2 separate regions of the Mus musculus genome follow, and region 1 is linked to region 2. A link is a contact called in public promoter capture Hi-C data. All regions are on one chromosome and are shown on one strand. Each heading gives the region's core, a stretch centred on a gene start, on an enhancer-like site or on the middle of the called end of the contact. The rest is flanking DNA. Distances are from core to core; before and after follow the strand shown.

What was found. Capture Hi-C pulls out chosen DNA fragments and counts their contacts.
Region 1: a contact with region 2 is called in a promoter capture Hi-C map of liver, with 3 times the contacts expected there. The contact joins the promoter of Map3k21 here to the promoter of Fam89a in region 2. A contact is called at or near these places in 6 of 39 promoter capture datasets (the 3T3-L1 cell line, cranial neural crest, hippocampal neurons and 2 more) and 2 of 9 other capture datasets (embryonic stem cells and liver).

Annotation. Positions count from the first base shown.
Region 1 is chr8:125,907,400-125,914,963 of GRCm38.p6, reverse strand. It overlaps Map3k21 (mitogen-activated protein kinase kinase kinase 21), which reads right to left and starts at 4,514. Exons shown (of 10, transcript NM_145608.2): 1 at 3,531-4,514. The coding sequence starts at 4,287. It overlaps A730098A19Rik (RIKEN cDNA A730098A19 gene), which reads right to left. Exons shown (of 2, transcript NR_155422.1): 2 at 6,820-7,256.
Region 2 is chr8:124,748,444-124,755,958 of GRCm38.p6, reverse strand. Fam89a (family with sequence similarity 89, member A) reads left to right here and starts at 4,093. Exons shown (of 2, transcript NM_001081120.2): 1 at 4,093-4,419. The coding sequence starts at 4,150.

The DNA.
Region 1 (7,564 bases), core at 3,265-5,764, 1.2 Mb before region 2:
ACACATGGCACAGCAAACACACACATGCACAGACACTAGGCAAATACTAACAAACATACAGTGCACACACATACACTCATACACATCACACACACACACACACACACACACACGCACGCACGCACGCACGCACACGCACACTGCAAGTTTGGCTTGACTTTCAGTAGCTGTCTGTCAGAAAGGGCAAAGTTGTCTGAGTCACCGGTGCTTTATCACAGACAAGTCCCCAAGAAGTAAGAGTTAAAAAAACTAGAAAAGAAAAATCTATCAAAAGGTGCAGAATCTTCCTACAAATTCAAGCATTTGTTCTAACAGTAATTCCCACCGACTGGGAGTCAGCCCTCCCCCACTGCCCACTGTCACGTGGGTTGGATGCAGCGTGGAATAAGCTCAATATTGACTCAAAGCCCTGTTTACAGCTAGTAATTCATGTCTGCCGTCAGCAAATAACACAGTCGAACCCAACCTGCCGAAACCGTGTCACTACGCTGCACAGTCAGAGAGAAGGTACAGCCACACACCACAGAGGGAATTCCAAAACCTTCCACTATTCACAAGCAGACATGGAGGACAGAGCCTTGTGCAGCTCGGCTCCTGATGTGAACACGGTAAACTACATAGTCACTCAAATATCTCACGTCATTCTAATTAACTAATTAAACTTGTGGAGGTAACCCAGCAAATCCTTGGCCAAGCTAGTATCTAGCCAACAAATCCATTTAGAGTGCTGGTTTCTTTTTTAAGTGTGTGTGTGTGTGTGTGTGTGTGTGTGTGTGTGTGTGTTTATGGGGTGCTGGAGATGAAGGGGCCCCCATGCTAAGAAAGCACTGTAGGAACTGTGATAATAACATTGTAAAATAAAGGAAATCTAGTCTGTCTTTGAAGAAATTAAAAGAACCCCAGAAAGTTGGGCTACTTGTCCTGAGGGTGAAAAGATTTCCAAAAGCTAACGTAGGAGGGAACTGCCAATAAAAGACCAAGAATCTCCCAGACAGGCAGTGTCTCGTGTTGGCGGGATCAACAGAAACCGTTTTACTAGTCTTATTTTACAAACCATTTACAGATAAAAGGAACTCTTTAAAAGATCACCTTTCACGCGCAAGCATACAGCGGGACCCCCAAGCCCTCCTGGGCTCTACACATACCTAGCAAACAAGCACTGCTTGTGGACATGTGATGCGGCCCTCGGGATGCACTGAGCAGGAAGAGGGAGGTAGCTCAGACAGGATAGTATAGCTCTTGCCTGCAAGCATGCACGCCCAGGAGAGAGTTCTAGAACCCACATGCAAAAAGGCAGGAATGCTGGCACGTGCTTGTAATCCCAGGGCTGAGGAAGAGACAGGTGAAATCCTGGGGCTTCCTAGCCACCCAGCCTCGCCTTGTATAAGTTCCTAGGTCAGAGATTCTGTCTCAGTCAGAGGTGAAAGGCACTGGAGGAACAAAGGAGTTCTGAGGTTGTCCTCTGGTCTCCACACATGTGTGTGCTTGCAACTGCACACACACACACACACACACACACACACACACACACACACACACACACCAGACTGGGTGCAATGCCAAAGCAGTATCAGTGGCCTTGAACCTTTGTTGCAAGGAGTGATGTGTCATAAGCATTAGTTTTGGCAGGATTAATTTGAAGAATGCCAGGTTCTGTGTTATCCTGAAGCTCCTGCAGAGGAGGGCCTGGTGTGACGTGCTGTCCTGTCTGGGGGCCGTCTACCTGTCCTTCAGAAGAAGCCTCGAGCACTCAGGTTTGCAAGGCAAGTGGAGGCTCACCGTGTCCTGTGGCAGCAGGCTACCTACATAGTGCTCTCAGTGACAACATACTTTAGGAAATAAGGACAAGTAGTGGGAACTAGCAAATATGAAGTATGTACATAAATACGCTCCTTAAAGATCATGCCATGGTGCAAAAGAATGGCTTGGTCAGAAAAGAGCTTGTTCTACAAGCACAAGGACAGAACCTGGGTTCCATCTTTAGGACTCACATCAAAAGTCTGGCTTGGCAGGCAGCACACTCTTAGGATCCCAGTAGTGGGGAGGCCCAGGTGGGAGAGCCCATGGGACTCAATGGCCTCCCTGCCTAGCCAAATCTGGTGAATTCCAGGAATGTGAGAAACTGTTTCAATAAAGAGGCCCGGAGGAAGGTACACTCAGGGTTTACCTCAGGCCTTCGAACAAAGGAACACCCACCTACCCTCACACATGTGCACCTGGACACACGTGAATACATACACACAAAAGAAAGACATGCTGTGTATTAAGTATGACAGAACCCTCAAGGCAAACCACTTCAGGAGTCCCATGCAGTCAGCTGGAGACACGTGGTGTCAAGGCAAGCTTCCCTAGGCTTGTGGCTCATGGCTGGAGCAGCTGAGGCCTAAATGAGGTGGACTGGGGGAGGGGTGGAGAGCCATCCTGTGCTCACCCACAGCTGCAACCTCCCAGTTATTCATAATTTGCATAATGGAGAGAATGCTTTTTATCTTTCAGGTGCATTTCTGTACTGAAGGATTTTGACAGCCAGAGGGAATATGTGCCAGCATATAAAGTACCGCTTACTGCCCTGGCTGCTGGCTGCTGGCTACTGTCTTTCTGCTCTCCGAAGACACTGAGGTCCTTCCAGCTAGCTCCTGTCCTAGCAAGTTTAGGATGACTGAGGGGTTTGCAACTGTGCCTGGTCAGCACCAGCTTTGGCTGAATCCTTTAGACTTGCAAGAGATTCCATTTCACTCTGGGGAGGGGAAGGCTCTCCAGTAGTGGAGAGCAACTGCAAACAGCAATCCTGGACTCCAGCTCTCTTAGACGTTCATGCTGATGGTTTGTGTTTAGATTGCATGGGAGCTCCCTGCTAATGCCTGGAAAGTCCACTCTGACTTCCAGATCAGGCGACTGACACAACCTGATATTTCCAGTACCGTACAGGATCCGTGCACTTGTTCTCGGCCCAAATGGGTGCTTTCCAATGTGCAGAAAAGATTTCTCCTAACAGTACAGTCATGTTTCAGAGACAGAGACTTCTGACCCGTAAGGAAAGACCAAGGGCAAGAAGCCATGTTCACAGTGAACATGGTTTGGGGTGGGTGGTGGGGTAGAGCTCAGCGGCAGAATGCCTGCTTGGAATGCGTGAAGCCCAGCTTTTGCAGAGCGTACCAGGAGAAAAGAATTAGAAACTTTAATAAGACACTTGTAAAGTGGAAGGAAATGACTGACGGAGTGCAGGTAATGTGGCCACCAGGCTAAACATGCTCTGTTTAAGGCCAGGGCTGGTAAAGTCCCGTGCAAGCGTATTGGGAGACCTACACAGATTATATGTGTAGTGTCCGATAGGTCCGGAGAGTAAAAAAAAATTTATCTACAAGCTCCTGACCCTGTCTTTTAAAGGGGTGCTCACAGGTAATAACGCCAGGGTAAGTACGAACTTCCCTAAAGCAAGTTAACCAGAGCCTGTCTTCCCACTCTGTGTCAGAGCCAGACCCCTCTCTTGGCTCCTGGAACCTAATTCCCTTGGGGCTAGCCTCACTTACTGTTGCTGGACTTGAGGTCACGGTGCAGGATGGGCACCACCGCCTCCTCGTGCAGGTACAGCATGCCGCGGGCGATCTGCACCGCCCAGTTGACCAGAACCTGTGGGGGGATGCGGCGCGCGCGGCGGGGGCCGGGCGCTCGCGGATCCGATGCTGCCGCCGCCAGCGCGCGGTTGAGCGCGCCGCCACGCGCGAACTCCAGCACCAGGCAGAGGTGCGGCTGCCGCAGGCACACACCCCGCAGCTGGATGATGTTGGGGTGCCGCAGCATAGCGAAGAGCCGCGCCTCGCGCCGTACGCTCTCGGCCGCCGCCGCCGCGTCCTGCTCCGGGTCCCGGCGCGCCGCCTTCACCGCCACCTCCTGGCCCTGCCAGGTGGCGCGGTACACCTGACCGAAGCCGCCGGCGCCGATCAGCTCCTTGAGCTCCAGGCGCTCGAAGTCTACGTGCACAGGCGAGCAGGGTCTCGGCGGGGGCGGCGCCGGCGGCGGCACCGGGCCACAGGGCGCCACGTAGCTGGCCGGAAAGATGCCCAGGCGCCGCTGCACTTGGCCGGCCCACCAGCCCTCGTCTCCTGACACCGCGGCGTCCTGCGACAGTACCTCGACCAGCTGACCGCGCCTCAGGCTCAGCTCGTCCTCACCGCGCGCTTCGTAATCATAAAGCGCGGCCCACATCCCGGAGGAGGTACTCCCCGAGTCGTCCCGGGCCGGGGACAGCGGCGTGTCAGCCGTGCCCTCGGCTACAGGTAGAGCCATAGGGGCGATTGAGAGGTCGCTAGTGGACCAAGTGCGACAGCCACAACCTCAGCTTTCCGGGTCTCCAGCGACGCGTATCATCGGTCCGAGCTAACAGGGAAGGGTGCAGGGCTGGAGCAGGACTACAGAGGTTACGACCACTGCCCGGGGGCTCTGACCTCTGCTCTGCCTCCAGTTTGGCTAGTTCTTCCCCGCAGCCGCTAGCGCGGACAACCGGTGGCGGTGCTGGACCTGCTTAGACTTACGCGCGCTCCCCAGAAGTCGCCCCCACCCTCAGCCCCTCCTCCTTGGCCACTCCACCCTCCAGGTCCTTTCCCCTTGGCACTAGCTCTGGCCCCGCCGGGTTCGTTACCCCTGGGTTCCACCCTCCATTAGTCCCTCCCTAGTGCCAGTCCCGCCCTCCAGGTTCTTTAACCCCTAGAACTCTCTCTGAGTCTAACCTGAACCTGAGTCTCCTGTGCCCGACACGCCCCCAGCAAACCCATTCCGCCAGGTTGGCGTTTCTGCCCCTGTAATTTTGCTTTGCCGAGATTCGTCCTCCCTCCAAGTCTTCCTGGTTCCACCCCTGGTGCCCGCCCTTTCCCAAGTTCATTCTCTAAGTTCATTGGTGCTCCTGGATCCACACCTCTAGGTCCATTTACTTCGCGCTGGGGCAGTCTTCTTAGGCCCACTCTCTGCTCTGAGTTCATAAGGACCACCTTCTTTTGATCTCCTGGATCTGTCCCACCCGTTCCAAATCCATTACTCAAGGTCCCTTACTGACGATCCTCTAAACAGCCGGGTCCCCTCGACCGCCCTTCGGGGACCGCCTCCGCTTTCTAGGTCCATTCTGACCCCGCCCCCAGACTGTCAGCCTTTTCACCTCCACGCGTGACCTATTCTGAGCCCGCCCTCTGGCGTCTCCACTACACCTCAGGCGCCCTCTTGGCCTCGATGGCGGAGTAAGCCTGGGGCCACTTAAAGTTTTCCAGAAAGTTAAAGAGAGAGATCATGGTGCTCGAAGATGGTTGGACTCCTCAGTGAAAAGAGAGAGGAGATGGAGAGAAGAGGACCCTGGAGCTCTAGATGTAAAGTGACAGACCATCCCAGCAACAGATAGACGTTCGGATCCTGGAGCGCGGTTCCAGACAGAGGTCTAGTGTGCTTGATCTCACCGGACTGCAGGCATGGAAAGTCTCCAGGTTACAGACATAGGGAACCACAGTCTCATAACCCCGAAAGCTGGCGCGTTCCTGTGCCTACAGTGCTCCGATGTCAGGAATCCCCAGGTCCCGTCTAACCCTGTGTACCCTCAGACTCCGATGTAGACTACCTTGGAGGCACCTATGAGCTACAGGTTGCCAGGGTGACACAACTGATGAAGCTTTAAAAAGTAGAGAATACAGTTGCAAAATTGGTTCACGACACCAGAACACAACGTGTGCTAAGCCTGAGCGTCCTGGCCGGTGTAGGATGCTCCTAACACGAGAGCACATAAGGAGGTTTTGTTTTGCTTCGGCTCTTTGCCGTTTTGTTTGTTCGCAGTGTCTAAATTTGCTCATCTGTAAAACGGTAACCTCGCGTGGTAGCTGAGAAGAGCCTGGAGGGTGTTTGTTGAATAATAATTCACACCAATATTAATACTTTTTATTTTGAGGCAGAGTTTTGTCCGGCTGCCTATGCTGACCTTGTACATACTTTAGAACACAGGTTTGCCGGGAACTCAGAACAGTGAGCTCTCAGCCTCCTGAAGGCTGGGATTATGAGTGTGCGCCATCAGCCAAGCCTGGCACTCCCTGATAGAGCAAGCAGATGTCTGCCAGCACCCCTTTCATTAACATATTTTCTGGCTTTTCTATTCTTATAACTATTCTTATAATTGTTATTGTGTCTGTTTCGGAGTCTTCCAGGCTCTGCCCAAAAGCTACATAGTAGCCTACAAGGTGTAAGCCATCCTGGCCTATAAGGACTGCTCAGCTCCCGCTCTCTCTCTCTCTCTCTCTCTCTCCCTCCCTCCCTTCCTCCCTCCCTCCTTCCCTCTCTCACCATCTCCTATTTCCTCTCTCTCCAGCATGTTCCCCACTGACCTCTTCCTCTCTCTGTCCTTCTCTGTCCCCCTTGCTCTGCCTCTACCCCTTTTTCAGGTCTCCTTCCCTTCCTATCCACAAACCTTCTTCATACTAGGTCTGTCCTATGGCTTGATTGTTCAGGGAGATACCCTTGCCTGCTCCCTCCTGACGAATTATACCTGGGTTCATAAAACACAATAGTGTGTGTGTGTGTGTACACGTGTGTGTGTGTGTGTGTGTGTGTGTGTGTGTGTGTGTGTGTGTACACGTGTGTGTGCGTGCATGCACGTGCGAGAGCCCAGGAGTGGAGACTGGAAAAGGACATCTGGTGTTGCCTTTCTCAGTTGTACACTTTTGAGATAAAATCTCTCACTGAACCTGGAGCCAGGTTGGCAGTCAGCAAGCCCTTGGGAGGCTCTCTCCTCCCATGGTACAGAGATGCTCTCTCCTCCCATGATACAGAGATGGCTACACCATGGTTTTTATCTGGGTTTTTTTATTTGGATCCAAACCCAAATCTTCATGCTTTTGCAGCAAATGCCTGGACCCACCGAGCCATCTCTCCAGTTCTAACTTTTCCATTTTTCTAATATTTACACTATTATTGGCTTTTGCTTCTGACATATAATATGGATTTCCCCCTGCAAGCAATGAAGTCAAGACTCACATGATTAAGTTTAATGTGAACCAGCTTGAAAGGAAAAGCTTGTGAAATGATACCAAAATAATAATAATAATAATAATAATAATGGTCATGCTAAAAGTCCGAGGGCACAGGTTTCCAAGAAAAAACTCAGAGGGTGTAGGCTGAGAAGTGTCTTCACCCTCCTCCGCAGCCAGCTTCCACTTTTGTTTCTTGTCTGATAGGAACTCCATGGGTCAATTCAGCAAAGAGCTTCTCTGTCAAAGGGAGCCAGGGGCCTACAGAAGAAGAGGAGGGCATCCTATCAGCAAAGGAGAGAGCTTAATGTCTAAAACCTCACTTCTGTGGGTTTTGGAAGATGGTCCAGGCTGCTAAGTTGGTTGCTGCTCTTCCAGAGGATGTGAGTTGGTTTCCCCCACACTCACATGGTAGCTCTCAACTGCCTGCAACCCCAGTCCGAAGGAATCTGATGCCCTCTAATGGCTTCTGTGGGTATTGCATGCACCTGGTGCACATACACTTGGGCACAGAGGCGTGCACATAAAATAATATTTTTAAAAGTTAAAATATGCTTCTGTAATGTGGC
Region 2 (7,515 bases), core at 2,844-5,343:
TATTTTGAGAATAGCCAAACATTTTTTGAATATGCCACTAACATCAAAAGGTGTGAGGTATCTTATGCCCCTTATTTGCTGACCAGTGTGTTATGGACAGCGCATCCCTGCTGGGACCAGTCACATCTCAGGGCTCAGCTGTGTCTCCTGGTTAGTCACCATCACTTCGGATGGTACAGTTTTTTAGAACTTTTCTTTAGCCCTTGTTGTCACAGTCGAGTGAGAGTCAATACTGTAAGAGTAAGAGTTGACAGATTGCTGCCACAGTGGAGCAGAGGTCCTGGCACATGGTTCCGTCCTTGACCTGGTCCTGTTGATCATTTCGACCGATGAATTTGGAAGTGCCATGGCCCCAAATACCTGCTCTCTCAATGTGGTTCATCAAGTACAGGTGGGAATCATTTTACAGACCCTAAGGAACACTGTGACAAGGGAATGAGATGCAGACGCACACCACCATGGACGCACACAGCCAGTGTTGCCGTCCCTTACTGTCACCGTAGATGAGTAAGTCATTGATTCAGAGAGCAAGAATTCAAGAGAGGACAGGTGTGAAAACAGGTTACAAATCAAAGCAGTGGAGGTACACACCTCAATCCCAGCTCTCAGGAGGCAGAGGCAGTCAAGAGCTGAGTTTGAGGCCAGCCTGATCTACAGAGCGAGTTCCAGGACAGCCAGGGCTGCACTGTGACACCTTGTTTCAAAAAAGTCAAATAAGATAAAATAGGCAAAGTGCAGGGTGTGATAGTGTCTTGCCAGCGCTATCAAGGGGGCTGTTCAAGGCTATCCTGAGCTATAGTGAGTTCTAGGTGGGCTTGGTTACAATGTCTCAAATAAAACAGAATGAAACAAAGGGTTTAAATTGCTTTGCCCACTCAAAGGGTTTCAAATCGCTTTGCCTGGTTAGCACTTAACAAGGCAAAGGAAAATGTTGAAAATCAAAATGGGAGAGTGCCAATGCCATGTGAGTTCACGGCCTTCATCGGGTTGCTGTCCTTTTGTATAGTGTCCCTGGAAAGGGGCTGGACTCCACCTGGATTAAAGCTCACTCTTGTTCAGAAGTGGGAAGCATGGAACCAAGCATAACAGGTTTAAGCTTTGAAAGCAGCCAGTTCCCAGCGAGGTACAGGAAGAAGCCAGCTCAGAACCTGTCAAATACAGCTGGAGTCTCTCTTACACCCCGCCTCCCCAGCAAATAACTGTGAGCTGTCGGTGTTTGGAGAGTGAGGGGGCGAAGAGACAGCAAACAGTGTCTTGTCAGACTGCTCGAGGGCTTAAGGTTCTGTGACCTGGAGCGTGTGGGGGAGGGACAAGTGCTCTTGCTGCTCGGAGAGGAGAATGGATACTCTGATGGTCTCCGGAGCAGATGGCTCTGGTGCTTGGGCAACATAGACTGACTGGTGAGAGTGACCGAGCTCTGAGGGTGGGACCTCATGAATGGAATTAGTGTCCTCATGAAAGAGGCTCCAGGGAGCGCCCCTCCACCCTCTGGGGACACACAGAAGGCCCTCTGTGTGACACTGTGTGAGGCATGGGCTCTTCAAATGCCTTGATCTTGGAATTCCCAGCCTCAGAACCAGGAGTGTAAATTTGGATGTTAATAAATAACCAAGCCTGACTTATTTGGTTAGAGTAGCTCTAGCAGACCGAGGAGGCCTGTATCAGATGAAAGCAAAAACCGCCTAGTCCAGGGTTCTCTGAAGTTGTCTGAATACCTTTTCCCTGTGATAAGCATGAACATTAAAAACAGGCCCTAGGAGGAGACCTGGAAGAAGGCCCAGTCAGTAAAGTGCTTGCCACATGAGCTTGGGAACCTGAGTTTGAATTCTCCAGCACCCAGAAACCAGCAGTGGGGAGACAGAGACAGAAGGACCCCTGGAGCTTGCTGGCCAGTCAGTCCAGCTGATTGCTAAGCTCCAGGTGTACTGAGAGCTCTTGTCTCAGATGACCTTATTTTGACCCCTGGGATCCACACAGTGGCTTGCCTAAAAGCTGTCCTCTGACCCCTGCATGTGCACATACACAAAAATAAAATAACAAAATAAAATACAGCAGAAGACAACTGTCACTGGTATGCACACACACACACACACACACACACACACACAGCTTGATGGCATAGCTCAGTGGTGGAGGGCTGAGCTTTCCAGCAGATAAAAGCAGTATTTAGTCCCTGACATGGCTATGTATATAATAAATAAACAAAGCAGGCAAGCAACACTGACACTCCCCATGGGTGTCAAAATATTTGGTCAACTGTTGCATAATTGTGTCTGTTGATTCATGTAATCCTTATCAGAACTGAATAAATTCTGTGGAGATTTCTATCCATCTCAGGGTGTTATTTGCTGAATATATATATGTATACACACACACACCAAGGGCCCCAGACTGTTTTTAGCTGGTCCCATACTCTTTCCTTCAGCTTCTGTCTCCCTGACAAGGAGAGACTTTAAGGTGACTTCAGTGCCGATGTATTCAAATGCTTCCTGTTGCTCCGTCAGCTTACTTGACCTTTCTGCTAGGTCTTCTAGAGAGGCTGTGGTAAGGTGGCAGGTGATAAAGAGAATTCAGGCCAGGTTGTGAAAGGCAGGTCTGTTTCCTCCCCTCCCCTCCCTTCTTCCCTTCCTCCCACACAGACAATCTCAGACTCCCCAATTGCTTAACAGGTAGATGATGAAGGATGGCCTAGGGTTTGGGAAGGTGGCTGGATAATTACTGAAGGTGAGACACTGGATTACTGGGAAAATACTGGGCAGGTAGGTAGGTGGTCTCCTGGGTGCCCCTCGGATCTCACTGTCTGGCTGGATTCAACACTAACTTCTCAGATTGATTTTCGGGGTGGGTTCCACGCACAGCAGAAGAAAGCCCCCAAAGCAAGAGGGCACATTTATAGAAGGTATCTGAACTACCTGAAACATGTTCCTGCTGGATTAATTCAGAGTCATTCAGTCCCTTTATAGTTAGACTGAGTAGCCATTGGCATCGAAGTTCTTGATATTGACTCTAGGTTTCTCTGCTATTGGCCAGACTTCTGTTTCCTCATCTTGAATCTGAGCCGGTTACCTTTTGCTAAGGTTTGAGTCTTCCTGGAAGGGCGAATTCTCTCCCTGATCCATCTCTCTTCTCTTCAGGGTGTACTTTTACTCAGTTTTGCTGAAGTTGGTGAAGTCCCGAGATTCAACGTCTTTCTCTAACTCCCTGAGATTTCACTTAAAAAAATTCCACCTACTTATTTTAGTGTGTGCACACGCGCGTGTGTGCACATGTCATGAATGGAGCGTTTGAGTCACTACTTGCAGGAGACGGTTTTCTCTTTCCACCAGGTGGGGCAGAGTCCTTATTCCCTGTTTTAGATAGGGCTGAAAGACAAGTTGGTTCGTTTCTTTAAAAGAGTGAGCAAAGTGTGGCTGGCGCTCTCCTTGGCTGCTGAAGTTCGGGGAAAACCTTGACGCTCACAGAGGAGGCAAGCTAGGCCTCGTGAATGAGTACTGTGTGCGGTTCTGGCTGCTGCCAGCACCTGCGATCATCACGCCCACGCTAGGGCGCAGGCAGCACGGGGTGGGGTCGGTGCGGGGACTGGACCCCTTGGTAGATAAAAGTGGTTTCAGTGGCTGGTCAGAGTGAAGCCAGAGAGACCAAAATCATCCAGCCAGAAGCGTGGACAGGGAAGGGAGTAAGAGCCCATCTGGAGTGGAGGACGGAAGACCGCTGGGGCCAGGGGTGCAGAATGGCTGGTAGGATGGGCCTGAGGCTGGAGGTGAGGCTGAGAGAATAGCGGAGGTGACCAGCTGGAGGTGGGGTGCACAGGACTGGAGGTGGGACACAGTGAGGTGGAGACCCGCTGGTGGTGTGGCGAAAAAGGGAGGGGACTTGCACGTAGGGTTCACAGAGCTAAGACTTAAGGTGTCCCCGAGGGCTAGTCCGGAGCGCAGATGAGTGGAGGTCGAGATGGAGGCCAGGGGGCCCTGCAGGGCGTCGCCTCACTGCAGCAGCACAGAGCCGAGGAGAGGGGCGGGTCCCGAGAGGGGCGGAGACCAAAGGGCCGGGCAGCGGGCGGAACTCGGGCGGGCGGGAAGTGGGTGGGGACCCGTCGGGTTCCAGGGACCTAGGCTAAGCTGCGCGCGCGTGTGTCGGCGCCCCAACGAGATGAGCGGAACCGGGTCCGCCGGCATGGCCCGGGGGCTGCGCGTGGACGGGCTGCCACCGCTACCCAAAAGCCTGAGCGGGCTGCTGCACTCGGCGGCGGGAGGCGCGGCGGGTGGCTGGCGGCACCTGGAGCGGCTGTACGCTCAGAAGTCGCGCATCCAGGACGAGCTGAACCGAGGGGGCGCGGGCGGCGGCGGGGCGCGGGCGGCCGGGATGCGGACCAAGCCCCCCAACCTGGACGCCGCGCTGGCGCTGTTGCGCAAGGAGATGGTAAGGACTAGGCGCCGTGAGTCCCGTCGTGGGACACTCTCTTTTGGTCCCTGAAAGCCCGGACTCCCCTCTAGGGCTTCCCACGGCTTCACATCACCTCCGGCAGGGCAGCTTCAGATGCTGGGGTTCTCCCGGGCCAGGTCAGGGCGCGGCGAGGTTCGCCTGCCGGGTCTCAGGAGAACAGGCTTCCTGTGCGCCTGCGGGTCAGTGTGAACAACAGATGGGTGGCCGGGCCCCTCCCCGGCCGCCCTCCAGGAATCCGATTACCGGCGCGGAAGCGGTACTCGGCCGGGTGAAGTCCTTATGTCTGGTCACAAACAATGGGTTTAGTTTTTTTCTCCCTCCTGCGAAGTGGAGTAGGTGTTCCTGCACCAGGACGCACGATTCAGGGTGATGCCAGGGCAGAGATTTGGGCCGCAGGGAGCTCTTTCCCAGGTTGCTTCCTGTGGCTAGCCAGGTAGGGAAAGACCCACGCAACCCACCCATCCAAGTTCTTTCCCCTAGACTAAGATCTTCTACCCTGAGCCTAATACATCTAGCGAATTGCATTTGCTTAGATAAATCCATACTTAGTGTGTTTACAGCCTAATCATGAATGGCTGAGTGAAATAAAGAGACTGGCCCCCCAAGTGTTTGAGGTATTTTTTTTTTCTTGCATAAGACGCAAGGCGCATGGTGACTCTTGGTTGTGAAGCTCTGCTTTATAAACATGCTAGGGAGGCTTGGGAGCCCAGCTACATTCCCGAAGGTATTTCCCAGGTCCCTCCTGCTATGACTAAGGTACAGAACCTTATAATTATGCCTTGGGCGGTAGCTCCGGAGCTCAGCTATAGGAAATGAGCTGCTGTCACTCTGCCTGATAACAATGTTAAAGGTAGGGTTTGGCTACAGGCCCTGACAGGCCTTCTCAGAAAACCATCACGAGGCTCTTCCGTCTGTCTGGTAGCTAGCTGTTCAAGAGACTTACTGTCCTGGGGGAATGGTGAGGTTTCCGAGACAGTTCACATCTCGCTTAAAAATAGTCGTTCATTCCAGAGCCTTCTGCAGAATGTCTGTGTCGATCTATTTAATTTGAGGGCCAGAGGTCAAATCTGTGGTGGGGATATAATTCATGTCGGGACAGAATGTGACAAGTGCCAGAGAAAGGGACAAAGCACAGAAAGAGGGCGTGTCCCCCAATACAGTGGGGACTTCTCTATGGAGTCAGGGAGGTGGGAAGGCCGGAAGTGACCGGGAGAGAACTCTGAGATTGCTGAGCTGAGTGGTGCCCTGAGCCTCTCAGCCTCAGGCTTGACTGACAGGAACCAGAGGTTAGGAGGTGGCCCTGTAGCTGTGGGAAGCCTGCGGATCACCGGATCACCGGTCTCAGGAGCAGGAACTCTGGGATGTTCTATGAGTATAGGAGGCCTGGAAAATGCCCTAGGTGCACCTGGGAAACTCACAAGGATTGCTAATGGGTCCCCAAAGCTGATAAAGAAAGAAGTGAATCAAAGATGACCCAAGTTTTTTGTTTGATTGGTTACTGATGGAAAGTATTTAGTAACAAAACAAAAATCACAGTCCTAAGACTGGTCCTGTCACCCAGTGGCAGAGGCCTGCCTAGCATGCATGTGGCCTGTGTAAATTATATTTCTCATTGCTTTGACAAAAGCCATGCAAGGGAAGTCTTATTGACTCACAGTGCCAGCCACAGTCCGTCTTGGTGAGGAAATGTCGGCAGGCACATGAGGCAGCTGGTGACAGTCCATCTGCAGTCAGGATGCAGAGAGAGGGTTGCAGGGTGTCAGCTTGATTTTCTCCTTTTTCTTCAGTCTGGAACCCGAGGCCATGGCAAGATACATGGGTAGGACGGGTCTTCTACATCAGCTAATCCAATCTAGAAACTGCCTCAGAAATGCCCAGACATTTATGTCCTTGGTGGTTCAAGACCCTGTTGACAGTCACTATTAATCAATCATTCAAGGCCCTGTGTTCAGGTTCAATTCTGTGCATGCCACACCCCACATCACAGGCTGGCACAGAGAGAGAGAGATGGTCACTGCTAACAGTTTGAAGTATGCAAATAGTCTGGTTGTATGCATGTCTTGATATGGTAGTGTGTACCTGTGGTCAAGTTTGAAGGGACCCTGAGTTGAGTTGGACAACAAGACGCCATCTCAAAAAAAACCAAACAAAACCCAAGTAGTTTCTATACATTGTCTAAATTCTTGTGTTTTAGTTGTATCTCTGTTGGTGGGATAAAGTATCCTCAAAAAGCAACTTAGGGAAAAAAGAATTTATTTACCTTACACTTCCAGGTTACAGTATCATTGTAGGGAAGCCCAGGCCATAAGAACTTGAAGCAACTAATCAGATCCATAGTTCCAAGCAGAGAGAATGCAAGCATGTTTGTTTGCTAGTGTTCAGCCCTGCCCCTCCTCTACAGTTCAGGGATCCTCTGCCTAGGGGATGGTACCCGCCCACAGTGGGCTGGGTCGTTATGTGTTAATTCCCACATCAATTGACATTCAAGACAATTCTCCATAGATATTTCATCAGGCCAACCTAATCTAGACAATGTTTCAGACTCTCTTCTCAGGGGACCTAGGTTGTGTCAAGTTGATAATTAGAACTAGTCACCACATGTTGTACCTTCTTCATGGGAGAGGTACTTCATCTTAATTTTATTTATTTATTTTTTGAGACAGGGCCTCACTGTGTAGCCCTTGGCTGGCCTGGAACTCACAGAAATCTACCTACCTCTGCCTTCTGAGTAATGGGATTAAAGACATTGCCACTACTCTCAGCTTGGCTTATTTTTTTAATCATTTAAATTTATTTATTTTTTACTACTTTTTAAAAAGATTTATTTATTGTTATAGCTAAGTACACTGTAGCTGTCTTCAGACACACCAGAAAAGGGTGTCAGATCTCATTACAGATGATTGTGAGCCACCATGTGGTTGCTGGAATTTGAACTCAGGACCTTCGGAAGAGTAGTCAGTGCTCTTAACTGCTGAGCTATCTCTCCAGCCCCCCCTTTATTTTTTCTTTTTTTTACTATTTTAATTAAATGCATGAGTGTATGCATGTATGAAGTATGCACACATGTGTGCA